2 separate regions of the Manis pentadactyla genome follow, and region 1 is linked to region 2. The links are chromatin contacts, called in public Hi-C maps. All regions are on one chromosome and are shown on one strand. Each heading gives the region's core, a stretch centred on a gene start, on an enhancer-like site or on the middle of the called end of the contact. The rest is flanking DNA. Distances are from core to core; before and after follow the strand shown.

The links. Hi-C and Micro-C count contacts between places; a contact is called where the count stands out from the background.
Region 1: a contact with region 2 is called in a Hi-C map of skin fibroblasts, with 8 times the contacts expected there. The contact joins the promoter of TSC22D2 here to the promoter of PFN2 in region 2. A contact is called at or near these places in 2 of 3 Hi-C or Micro-C datasets (fibroblasts and skin fibroblasts).

What each region holds. Positions count from the first base shown.
Region 1 is chr1:82,788,006-82,794,548 of mManPen7.hap1, forward strand. It overlaps TSC22D2 (TSC22 domain family member 2), which reads left to right and starts at 2,007. Exons shown (of 4, transcript XM_036896330.2): 1 at 2,007-5,247. The coding sequence starts at 3,272.
Region 2 is chr1:82,405,149-82,411,423 of mManPen7.hap1, forward strand. It overlaps PFN2 (profilin 2), which reads right to left and starts at 1,267. Exons shown (of 4, transcript XM_036896406.2): 1 at 846-1,267. The coding sequence starts at 977.

The DNA of each region.
Region 1 (6,543 bases), core at 757-3,256, 380 kb after region 2:
GCAAGTTGCCAGAGATCCACTATGTCCCTTCTCTGTAATACACTGCTCTCCCCGTGATCCCCCACACCATGTGTACTAAACATAATACCCCTCAGTCCCCTTCTCCCTCCCTTCCCACCCACCCTCCCACACCCCTCCCCTTTGGTAACCACTAGTTCATTCTTGGAGTCTCTGAGTCTGCTGCCATTTTGTTCCTTCAGTTTTTTATGCAATAAATTTTCTATGTTTTAAAAGAGCAAATGTACAAAAGAAGTTAGGGCCTTTAAAACTTTTGGAAAACTTTCAAAATAACCACTGTATTAGTTTATATATACATAAACCCTTAAGTATATAAATAAAACATTTTAACCATATAAATCTTATTTTTTGCTAAGATATCTTTTAATATTGTTAACCCTATCTTTACCAGAAATAGAGCCCACTTACTGATCTCTTCCAAATTATATTTAACAATACTTTCACTTCATAATAAATCCTTTACATGTTCTTCAAGGAGCAATGGTATTATGGATTAAGGTTTTCTCCTTTAAATGTGTGACCTAAGAGAATCATAACAAGTAATCAAAAAGTTTATGTAAGAAAGTAATGTAATAGGACTAGCAGGCATCCGATACTTATTTTTCCAAAAGCCACCTGCTCAACATCACCCATAGACCATCACTTTTAAAAATATGGTAAATCAACCCAAAATTAAATTAAGCTCTTATAAATTCATATAGGATTTAACCTGTTTATCTAATTTACTGATGAAAAACTATAACAATAATGGAAATTACAGATTTAGAAACAAAACATTCCATTAGGTATCTTTGCCACAACAGCATAATGTTATACTTTGTTCTTTTACTTTCTCCCAACCCCTAAGAAACAGGGATATTATTATATGGTCTTATTTCACATCCTAACCTCAGTCACTTGGATTTGGAGGACATGGTTTCTACTAAGGTTAAAAGACATACTTCTGCATATTATTTACAGTAAGGATCTAAAAAATTATAAATTTTAATTATTGTAACATCCTTGGGATAAAAGTATTTTTACTCTTCAAAGATTAGAGAACTGAGTATAATGATTAATTTATTTATATAAGTCATCATGATATGATTGCTAAAGCTGTAATAGATATGAAATCTTTATTTCCAGCAGGACTTCTTAGATTTTACCTAAATGGTGTATTGGTATATCAAACTTCAAGAGCCACCTTCCCCATTTTTTAACTGTTTAAAAGAATGGCCTTACCATTTTTTATCTTTTTTTGCCAGAAAGTAGCTAAAAGATAATAAATTCATTAATATCTTCATATCTGCACTCTTCACTGGGACAGGAATGAGTGCTTTCTGACTCTTTCTGGTTGTTTGGTTCTGGACCAAACCAAACCTTTTAACACTCTGGCTCCAAACTAAAAGTTTTAGAATAAACTAATGAAATAACTGTTACTATTTAACGCAGTAGGTTCTACATGGAGCCCATAAGCTGACTTCGTGCTAAAAGTAAAAACAGCCTCAAGAGTTTCAATGAACTCTTCGAAGCTGGAATCACAACAAATTCAGGAAAATTAGGATTATGCTGGAAACCTCCAATCTTTTTTTAAACTGACCTCACCCTGGGCAAATAACCAGCTCCTGATGCCATTGTTGGAGACAAAATTTCTGGCTGAAAGATCATTTTTCTGCCTCAATCTGGCTTGCTATTGTTAGCTAATCATCACTATTTCTCTCAACATTTCATTCTGACCACAGTGGTCAACATTTGTTTTCAGGAAAGGCTTCTTAAGTGATTTCGGTTCTTCCAGCCGTCTCCCTTTTTATCCTAGCTAAATCCCCGACTCCCATTCCTATCGCCTTGTTTCACTTAAGATTTTGCTAAACAGTAGAGACGGCACATGACCTCCAGCCTTCTAGTGTTTCGGAACAACCGATATAAAAACATTCTATTGAGATTATAAACTTCTCTAGGCTTGGAATTTAAGAGTCTTTAGCTTTTCAACAGTTAAAAGATCTACAGCGCACAATTAAAGTTTTTAAATTTTTAAATTTAAAAAAACTCCTCTTTTTTATTCTTTAGCCCCGCCCACCGCCTCCCCCCTCAGGACTCCACGCGAAACTGCAGGAAACCGGAGGAGGCGGGGCGGTGACGCCACGACGCCGGTGCGTCACGGAACGGCGGCGGCTGCGGCGCTGGCGGTAGCTGCGGCTGCGGGGGCATTTTAGTCAGCAGCGGCGGCAGTGGCGGCGCTGCTACTCTTCCCAGCATCCCTGGCGCGGCCATTTCAGCCCCATCTTGGACGAGGGGAGGGAGCTGCAGCCGCTGCTTCAGCAGTTTGAATTTGTTTCTCCAGGGTCTGCGAACCAGGCGCACCGAGGAGGAGCCGAAGAAGCGACCACTGGTCTCTCACACAGCCGGAGCGCCTCTGCTCTCCGGCCAAGCCGGCCGCGGCCGCCGCCGCCCCTCACTCGCTCAGGAGCCGCGCGGGGAGGCCGAGACCGCCGTCGCCGCCGCCCGCCCGCGGGGGCGGCTCCCCTTCTGAGGGGAGAACCGAGCCGGCTTTCCCCTCCCCCGGAGCGGGTTTCCGCCAGAGACAGTCGACATGTCTCTGGGGCTGAGCTCCGGCTAGGGCCGGGAGGGAGGGCCTCTCGCCCGCGCCGAGGCGCCGAGGCTCCGTCGCCCGCCCGCGGACCTTCAGTCAGCCCCAGCCCCACGGCTTCTGGCTGAATCAGGAATCCCCGGCTCCAGACTCTCCACTCCTTCCCCTTCTCTCCTCAGCGTCCGGGAGCCCGAAGCTGACGGCGGCACCGGCCTGAGAAGCCCGTGCGGGGCAGCACCGCCCCTCCCGCCGTCGCCGCCTCCCCTTCGCCCTCCCACTCCCACCCCCCGCTAAGGCCTGCTGGCCGCGCGGTGCGCCGAGCTGGACTGACCACGGCGGCTCGGAGGCGGCAGGAGGAAGCAGCCGGCCCGCGCCTGAGATCGCGCCCTCGCCGCCTCTGAGGGGGGTTGAATTGAGGCGCCGCGACTGCGGGAGGCGAAAAGGGAGGAGGAGCCGCCGCACGAGTGAGGCGGGTAGAGCCGAGGAGACGGACACACAGAAGGAAACGGCGAGGAGGATGTCTCACAGAGCGGCCCGCGTCCGGATCTGCCAGTGACTTAACAGCGGCGGGCCTCAGACCCCAGCGCGGACTCGGACTTTGTCTTTAGGGGCCCGTGCTCTGCCCTTCTGGTTTCCAGCGAGATCACAGAGGAGCTGGCGTGCTTCTGCCCTCCAGCCTTCTTCACCATGTCCAAGATGCCGGCCAAGAAGAAGAGCTGCTTCCAGATCACCAGTGTCACCACCGCCCAGGTGGCCACTAGCATCACGGAGGACACCGAGAGTCTGGACGACCCGGACGAGTCACGCACAGAGGACGTCTCCTCCGAGATATTCGACGTTTCTCGGGCCACGGATTATGGCCCTGAGGAGGTCTGCGAGCGCAGCTCCTCCGAAGAGACGCTCAACAATGTGGGAGATGCGGAGACTCCCGGGACCGTCTCCCCAAACCTCCTCCTGGACGGGCAGCTGGCGGCCGCAGCGGCTGCTCCAGCCAACGGAGGAGGAGCCGTTTCGGCACGGAGCGGGCCTGGGGCGCTGGCTAATACTTTGGCAGCGGCCGCCGCCTCGGCCCCTTCCTCGGGGGCACCCGGCACGCCCCCGGTCGCGGGCTCATCTGCCGGGCCAGGGACTGCAGCCCCGTCGCAGCCCCCCACCACTTGTAGTTCCCGTTTTCGTGTGATCAAACTGGACCATGGGAGCGGGGAGCCCTATAGACGCGGCCGATGGACGTGTATGGAATACTATGAACGAGATTCAGACAGCAGCGTTCTGACCAGGTCCGGGGATTGCATTAGGCACAGCAGTACTTTTGACCAAACTGCAGAGCGGGACAGCGGTTTGGGCGCCACCGGAGGATCAGTAGTGGTGGTAGTGGCCTCCATGCAGGGGGCGCACGGGCCCGACTCGGGAACTGACAGTTCCTTGACTGCTGTGTCACAGCTACCCCCGTCGGAGAAAATGAGCCAGCCCGCTCCGGCCCAGCCGCAGAGTTTTGGCGTTGGGCAGCCACTGCCTCCGCCGCCGCCCGTAGGTGGGGCTGTGGCTCAAAGCTCGGTTCCAACGCCGCCGTTCCCTGGAGCCGTGGCCGGGCCACCGCAAATAATGGCAGTCGCGCAGCCAACCCAGCCCCAGGGAACCGGGCCCGGCGTCGGTCCCCAGACGCCCAGTGGACAGGGTCTGCCGCTGACGAATGTAACCTTGGCGCAGCCCGGCATGGTTCTGCCTCCGCAGCCGGGCACAGCGGTCGGCACTTCTGCAACGCAGCAGCCCCAGCAGTTTGCGTATCACCAGACTCAGCTACCGCCGGCGCATCTGTTGCCTATCCAGCCCTCTGGTCAGAGTGAGTACCTGCAGCAGCACGTGGTCGGCTTGCAGCCACCAAGCCCCGCGCAACCCTCGTCCACCGGCGTTGGAGCAAGCCCCGCCGCGGCTGCCAGCCTTCCCGTGGTCACCGGCCAGAATGCCGTCTCAGTTGGCGTGCAGATAATGGGCACGTCTTCCCTGCCCGGTGAAGCTGTGGCCCCGGGGCCGGGACCCGCGCAAGGCGTACAGGCCGTGCCTTGCCAGCCGGCTGGAGTGTCCCCGGCTGCAATGGGAGGCGCGGTGCAGCCGGGCCTGGTTCCTACCGGGGCTGGGCAGCCCCAGCCCGTGCCTCCACCACAGCTGGGTGGCACTAGTGCGCCATCAGCCGTGCCTGGTGGCTCCCACGCCATGGTGCCCGGAGTTTCAAATGTGCCTCCAGCCATGCCCGCTCCCAGCGTGCCTAGTATGTCTACCACTTCTGTTGCTATGCCAAATGTACCCGCGCCTCTGATCCAGTCGCAGCAGCTGAGCAGCCATACGCCAGTCAGCAGGAGCGGCAGCATAATCCAGCAAGTTGGGCTGCCCTTGGCGCAAGGCACACCCAGTGCACCAACAAGTCTACCACAGTCTGATCTAAGCCAGTTTCAGACCCAGACCCAGCCTTTAGTCGGGCAAGTTGACGATACTAGAAGAAAATCAGAACCCCTACCTCAACCACCACTTTCTCTCATTGCTGAAAATAAGCCTGTTGTGAAGCCTGTTGCAGATGCCCTGGCAAACCCCCTTCAGTTAACACCTATGAACAGTCTCGCCACTTCTGTATTCAGCATAGCTATTCCTGTTGATGGTGATGAAGACAGGTATGGAAATCTTACTTAAAATATTTGATAGGCATGCTTGGCCAAACATTGTAGTTTCGGATACAACTTTGGGAGAATTCTCTTTTCAGCTTGAGACCCTTAGCATTTTTAAATACAAAAATTTGTGTTTAGTAAAATTGTTTTATCAGTTCTTGAAAAGACATTAGTTTTAGATTGTTGATATAAAGGTGTGTGATGAGAGAATTGGTCTTGTCACAGTTTTAAAAGCACTAAAATGGGTAGAGATGCAACGTTGTTTTTTCAAAAAGGCAGATTTTAGCTTAATCCTCTCAATTTAGCATCTGTAGCTAGAAGGTTATGAGATACAGGATTGTCCCTTTCTTAGGTAACAATCACACTTGAACACCTAGGCAGACAGCTTTGTTCAGTGTGTTTTGAGACTGAGACATAAAGCTAGCAGTTTCCCATTCTGGAGGCCCTCTAGTAGAGAAAGATCCAAGTAAGATACCTTCTCCAGTGTATCTGGAGAAGCTGGGTAGACTAATGGTGAGGTGTCAGATCCAGCTTTGAAGATCATATCTTCATTCAACCTTTTAATAAAAAAGGATAGATGTCAGGAGGCTTCCCAGTAACTTCTCTTAAGATTTTTTTTTTAAGCAGTTAAGTGTGTTGAAAAGATGTTCTTATCATCTGTCGGTCTTTTTACTATAGGAAAGGGAGGTATGAGATAGAATCTTTGACAGAAGTAAAAGCTCTAGGTCTTGAAGTTAGTTTAATTTTTACTAAAAGTATGAATGTCAACAATTAGCTCCCTGTATTTAAGGGATGCTTTTTTAATAGCTTAAGTGAAAATTGGTGTATTGCCACATCAGTTCTACAAAAATTGATGCTTGGTTATGTATGGTTCAGTGAGAATTTTAAGTGGTTTTGAGGAAATGTCATGAAAATTTGAGATACGGTATGTAATGCAAATTCTTAAAAACTGATGTTACATCGCTTTAAAATTACATTTAAAGATTACAGAGTGTCAGTTATTTCACAGTTAACCATTTATTTGCTGGGGTTTTTGAGAGAGGTTAATTTTAGATGAGTTAAAAGATGAAAACTATTTTTATGGATTTCTACCATAATTGGTATGTAGACTACAATGAGATTTGCTAAAACTTTTTCTTCCTATGTTTCATCTGAGTTCTTCACATTCTTTTCTTAACTTTTCATTTCTAATTAGCTTTGTATTTTTGTTATATACTTATGTTGGTTTAAAAAATGCTCACTGAAATTCATCTAATCTGCTTTTTGTAATTCAAAGTTCATATTTTTTTGTAGGTGACTTGT
Region 2 (6,275 bases), core at 17-2,516:
AGTCTCAAAATCAGGCAATGTAAAAAGCACACATCTGCGTTAGTTCCTTATACTTCCATCACTAAAGAGGGAGGGACTTGAAGTGAAGTGTTGTCCCCTTGGTCTTCGCAGGTTGAAAGCTCCATAAAAACACCCCCCTTTTTAAAACTATGTTGCGTAATTGGGGGTAACGGTATATCGATGAATCTCCATAGGAGAGAAATCAATGGCAGTTCGCCATCTTGGAGAATTAAAAAAAAAAATCCTATGGAGCCAGAGCTGAAGTCGAGATTCACGAATCCACCTACGTTGTCGGCGTACATTTCTCTCAAGCCCTAGAGGCCTGGACACCCGCTAACCTACGCAAAGTCGCCGCGAGGATCCCGGGCGCCGGGCAGCCGCCGCCTCCCACAGCCCGCGGCGCAGGCGGTGCGCGGTCCGTCGGGCAAAGGCGGGCACCCCGGCCCGGCCCCTCCGGCCCCCGCTTCCACCCCGGACGTGCAAAGCAGACCTCAGGGCTTCTAGGGGACCTGAGGAAGCCACCCAGGAATAAAAGGTGACCCCTCCCGCCCCAGCCAGTGTGTGCCCCCTCCCGCAGTTTCTCCCGGATCCGCACCGGGAACGCCGGCCAGGGGCGGGCAGGGGGCCGCGAAGCCGGGCCGCCGCCCCCGCCTGTCAGCGCAGCCCCGGACGAGGGGGCGTCCCCGGGCCGCGGCCTCCCCGCCCGCCCGCAGCCGCATCCTCGGCACTGGCCGCCTTCCACACCTAACGGCGGGGCCCTCTCCATGCCCCGGGCCCGCGCTGCGGCGCCCCCCGGCCGACCGGCCCGCTCGGGGACGGGAACCCGGGCCCCCGCCGGTCCTCACCGTAATGCTCTGGAAGACGCCCCCGGCCGTGGCTGCCCAGACGTATTTGGCGTCGCAGTAGCCGACAATGGCGGCCTCCTGGCAGCAGCCATCGCACATCAGGTTATCCACGTAGCTCTGCCAACCGGCCATCTTCAAGCCCTTCGCACTGCAGCGGGGACGGCGAGAAGCAGCAGGCGCAGCGGCGGCGGCGGTAGCAGGCGGCTGTGGCGCGGGGGGAGGCGGGGCGGGGGCGGGGAGGAGGCGGCTCTGCGCAGGCACCGACCGCCCCCCTCCCCGAGGAGCTGCGGAGGGAGGTCTCGGGTAAGGTGCTGAGCGGCGAGCCACGGAGCGTGTCCGGCCCGGCCGGCCGGCCGGCCGCCAGCAGCCGCGGGGTGACCAACCAGCGGCGGGAGGATGCGCTCGAGCTGCTGTGCTGGCGGCGGCGGCGGCGGCTGCCCCTCACGCGGCACCCTCGGTCCTCTGCAGCCACGGCGAGTCGTGCGCGCACGCGTGCGTGCGATCCTTCCGCGGCGCTCCGACTCGGAGGGTCCCGGGAAGGGAGGGGGAGACTGAAGCGGGGGCGCGGAGGGATACCGCTTCGGGACAATCACGACCGCCACGTGCGAACAGCGAAGTCCGGGTACAGCCGGGTAGCCGTGGGTGGCAGAGCCTCGGACCCGGGGCCCGCGAAGAGGGTTTTTCCCCCGTCGCACTCGGCACCCCAGGGACGGCGTCGTCTGGGACGCCTAGGAGTCCCCGCGACTGGCCGTGATAGACCTCTCTTCTGCGTCCGGTGGTGACTTGGGATGTGGAATCTTGACCCTCGGTGTCGGATTCCTAGTTGTCCTGGTGACGGGATGCAAAGTGTTTACTCTTCTTTGTGGTGGGGGCGACTCGCGGAAAGTCGCCCACGCTCATCTCAGAGGAGTCCCCGCTGGGACCCTCTTCCCTGCACCCCTCTGCCCTTCTGTCATAAAGGCAGCCAAGCTGCTCAGGCAACCTGAAATCAGAGCTGACATTCGTGCCTCTCCGGAACATTTCTGAGCTTTGCCAATCTTTCATTGTTTCACTGGGTACCAGGGGCCGTCTCGCGTTCTGTGGATTCTTTGGCAGGAAGAACCCCCTTAATGTTGTACGGAATTTCCTCGTAAATTCCGAAAACAGCGACCTATGTAAACTATTTGTTGGTAACTGGGAAAGTCACTGGTGGGCGAAGTCGCTGAAAATACAAAGAATTTTTTTAAATCTAAGAAGAGGTTTCCCTGCGTGAGCATAGAAATATTTCTGCTCAGGAAGGCGAAAGTAATTTCGGGACCCAGACCTGAGAATGGCTTGTATTTACAAGGTAAACGGTGGGTAGAGTCACAGTCTCGGATGGACTTTAGCAATACGGGTTATACGACCACACGAGGAATTAGGAGACATCCTGCCACAATTTCAACTTCAGGTGAACAAAATGATCTGCCAATCAAGGGAAAGAAGAAAGCTCACTTAAAACGTTGAAAAGTTGATTTTCAGCTCTCAAGTTATAGTGGAAGGTCAGTTTGTGACAGGAGTATTACATGTAGCTCAGGGAAGGCGACAAAAAAGGTTGCTTAGCAATCGAATTGTTTCTGAAGTTTTTTTTTTTCTTTCTGTTGTTTGCTGTGAAGTGTACAGTTACTGCAGAGAGTGGGAGAAAAGCACAGGAGACACCCCCAAGTCAGGAACCTGTCAGATTGAGACGTTATTTTCTCATGTTCTTATGATACAGAATACCTGTGTGGTATAAAATGTGTACCAAAAATTGTTTAATTTTTGCAAGTGTGCCTCTCCCCTGATTTAGTTAGACTTGCTCATTTTTGTTTACTACTATGCCTTTTTGGGTGGCTGTTGATGGTTTTAATCTTTTAATTTTAGTACTTTTACCACCTTAAAAGTTAATGATACAGTGTGCTGATAAAACAGATATGGTCGTTTTGTGAGAATTAATCGAGCTATACCGTTATGATTTGTGCCCTTGTTATGCATGTTATCATTTCAAAAAATTTAAAAATAATGAGAGAAAATAAAAATAAAATAATGGTTTAAAGAAGTATATTGAAATTGTGTTTTATTGTAAATCTACTCAAGTTTCTCAGGTTTCATTTCTAGACACCTTATTGTTATAACAAAGAGAAATAACTGCATTCCATTGTTATTTTATTTTTTGTTTTTAAAGGAAAGGAAAATCCTTTTAAGCGAAAGGATTAAACCAACTGAATATTCTAGATGTTCAAATCTCAAACTATTCTAAAACACACCTGCTGGATAAGACATTCATAAGAACTTAGAATTCCTATCATTTTTCTATATTTTTTAAAATGTAATGATTCATTTAAAAATTACTGTTTTACTTTTCCAACAGTGTTTGTACTTTCCCCATGTTGCTAAAATTTAAACAACTATGAAAAATGTATTCTGTATTATAGCCTAAGTAGATTTAACAGTTTAAATTTTTAGATGCTATGGTCTAAGAGAATCTGTTGTCTCAGTTTTCAGTACAGACAATCCCCAACTTAAGATGATTTGACTTAACAATTTTTCAGCTTTACAGTGGTGCAAAAGTGATATGCATTCAGTGAAAACTGTACTTGGAATTTTGACTTAAGATCCTTTCTCAGGCTAGTTAGATGTGGGGCAATATTCTCTTGTGATGCTGGATATAGCAGCAGGAAGGCACAGCTCCCAATCAGCCCACGCGATCATGAGGGTAAACAACCAATATACACTTAAAATCATTCTACACTCATACAAACATTCTATTTTTCACTTTTAGTACAATATTCAATAAGTTACATGAGATATTAAACACTTTATTGTAAAATAGGCTTTGTGTCAGATTTTATTGCCCAACTGACTGTAGACTAAATATTCTGAGTACATTTAAGGTAGGCGAGGCTAAGCTATGATGTTTGGTAGATGAGATGTTTTAAGTGTATTTTTGACTTACCATGGGTTTATCAGGACATAATCCTCTCTTAAGTCAAGGAACATCTGTACTATGATAAAATAATCCTGTTTCTGTTTTCTTTAGAACTAGCTTCCTAGCAAGCTGTCTTATTTTATATTTGTATACAGTGGTCTATACTTATTTCATGTAACTGTCGTTTACAACAACCTATTTTGAAAGGCTTAAGTAGAGGTAGAACACTGAGTTTTAGGAATAGCAATATTAAGACCAAAGGAGTATTAACAAAAGAAAAAGAATTACCAATTTGTATCTTTCTCTACCTTTTTTCAGGGTAACTGATCACTACAGTGATAATCGGGGTGTCTAGGCAGAAATAGAGATATCTGTTGATACCCAGGTATCCAGACTGATGTAGACATTAACAATCAGTAGTAACATTTAAATTTTGAGTGCTTTATTAAATTTTTGAATTTTGGGTGCTCTTTCTTTATAGAAAGAGTCCGTTCCTCCAAAAAAAAATTTTTATTCTAACTTAAGAAAACGGAAATTATGTGGTAAAACAGATTCTTTAATACATCAGTCAAGGAGTGCCTGAGCCATTTTAGTCCATAAATAAATCATTTGACATTTTAGCATCTATGAAGAAACAAGAAATTAAGTTGTAATTGTTAAAATGTATTCAACCTGAAAACATTAGGGTAAAACTATAGAAAATAATTACACCAAATATAGTAAATATAGTAAAACCATAATTATGTAAAGCCACCTCAAGCCCTCAATTACCTATGTTTTTCACCTCCATACTTCATTTTTCATAAAAAGTGTTTTAATTATAAAATTATCACAACAATCAAGACACTTGGAAATGGAAAAAAATCATTCTTAATCCCAAAGCAATATAAATGTTATCTTTTGAATCTATTCACTCATTTTATTTATGATATTTACAGTAAAGAACAAGGAGTACCTATAATTCTGGATTTGTCTATTTTACCCTGTAACTGAATTTTTGCTTTTTATATCTTGAGGCTGTTCAAAGGCATCCAAGTTAAAATTGTCGTATTTTCTTTCTGATGAACTTTCACATGAAGTAGTGGTCCTCTTTATCACCAATATAGCTTTTTGTCTTAAAATATATTTTGTCAAATATTAGGGTAAATATCCCAACCTTTTTTTTTAATTGATATTTATCTGATGTCTCTCCCTCCCCCTTCCCTTTCTCTTCCTCCTCCTCCTCCTCCTCCTCCTCCTCCTTTCTGCCTTCTTCCCCTCCTTCCTGCCTTTTCTCCCTTTCTCTCTCTCTCTCTCAGTCTCTGTCTTTATCTCTCTCTTTCTCTTCCTGTCCTTAAATTTTAGATGCCTCTTGTAAATTTCACATAGCTGGATTTGGGCTTTTGTCTAATAGGCAATATATCCTTTAATTTCTTACTCATTTGCAACATATGTGTTCAATTTCTATTTTAGTGTTATCCTTGAAATTTTACCATGCATATTTAGTAGAACAAAATTTTAAATTAAGTAGTATCTTCAACTCTCCTTCCAGAATCCAAGGGCCTTAGAACACTTTAAATCTGGACAGCCCTCTCCAGACTATTATTTTACACAGATGTTTATTTTTACAGATGTATTTATACATATACACTTGCTATTTTGTTCACTTATCATAACTTCTTATATTTCAGATCATTCTATGACCCTTCTTCCTGAAGTAAATCTTTGCAGGCTCCTTTAATGGGAGGCTTTTGGTGATATACTCTCTATTTTTGTTTATCTGAAGATGACTTTATATCACTTTGGTTCTTAAAAATTATGTTTGATTTACAGTGAAAGAATGACATTTTAAATATAGTATTGCATTGATTCTAATTCTCATCATTGCAGGGTTTACTTTTGTGGATCTGTTCTTTTTCTGTGGCTGCTTTTGGAATCTTGCTGTATTTGCTGTTCTACAGTTCCATTATGATGCGTCTATACCTAAGTTTATTTTACTCTACTTGGAAAATGTAGTTTAATATCTATGTTCACTTCTGGAAAATTCTGTATCATTCTCTCTTCAATTATCCCTTTTTCTCAGTTCTTGCTACTCTATTCTCTTAGGGTTCACAATACATATTTCCTTTCCTTTTCTGCTCCATACCTCTTAGCTTCTCTCCTGTTTTCCATCCTCTTACCCGTGATGCTTTCTGGGTAATTTCTTCAGCCAGATGTTCCAGTTCACTCTTCAACTATGTTTTGCCTGTTGTTAAACCCCTACATTGAATTTTTTTTATTTCTAAAAACCTATTTTTCATTTTTAGAAGTTCCATTTTATTGTTACTCAGGTTTTTTCATTATTTCTGATGGTCAATTATTGCTCTCCCATCTTTGTGGTTCAAAACTTCATTCCTTTAAGTACTTCTTACCTAGATATTCTATATTCTGTATCTGACAATCCCAATATCTGAATAAGTTGTGTGTTATTTTTTCTCTTACCCACAGTGACTTGCCTTCTTGTTTACTTAATGATCTTAGATCCT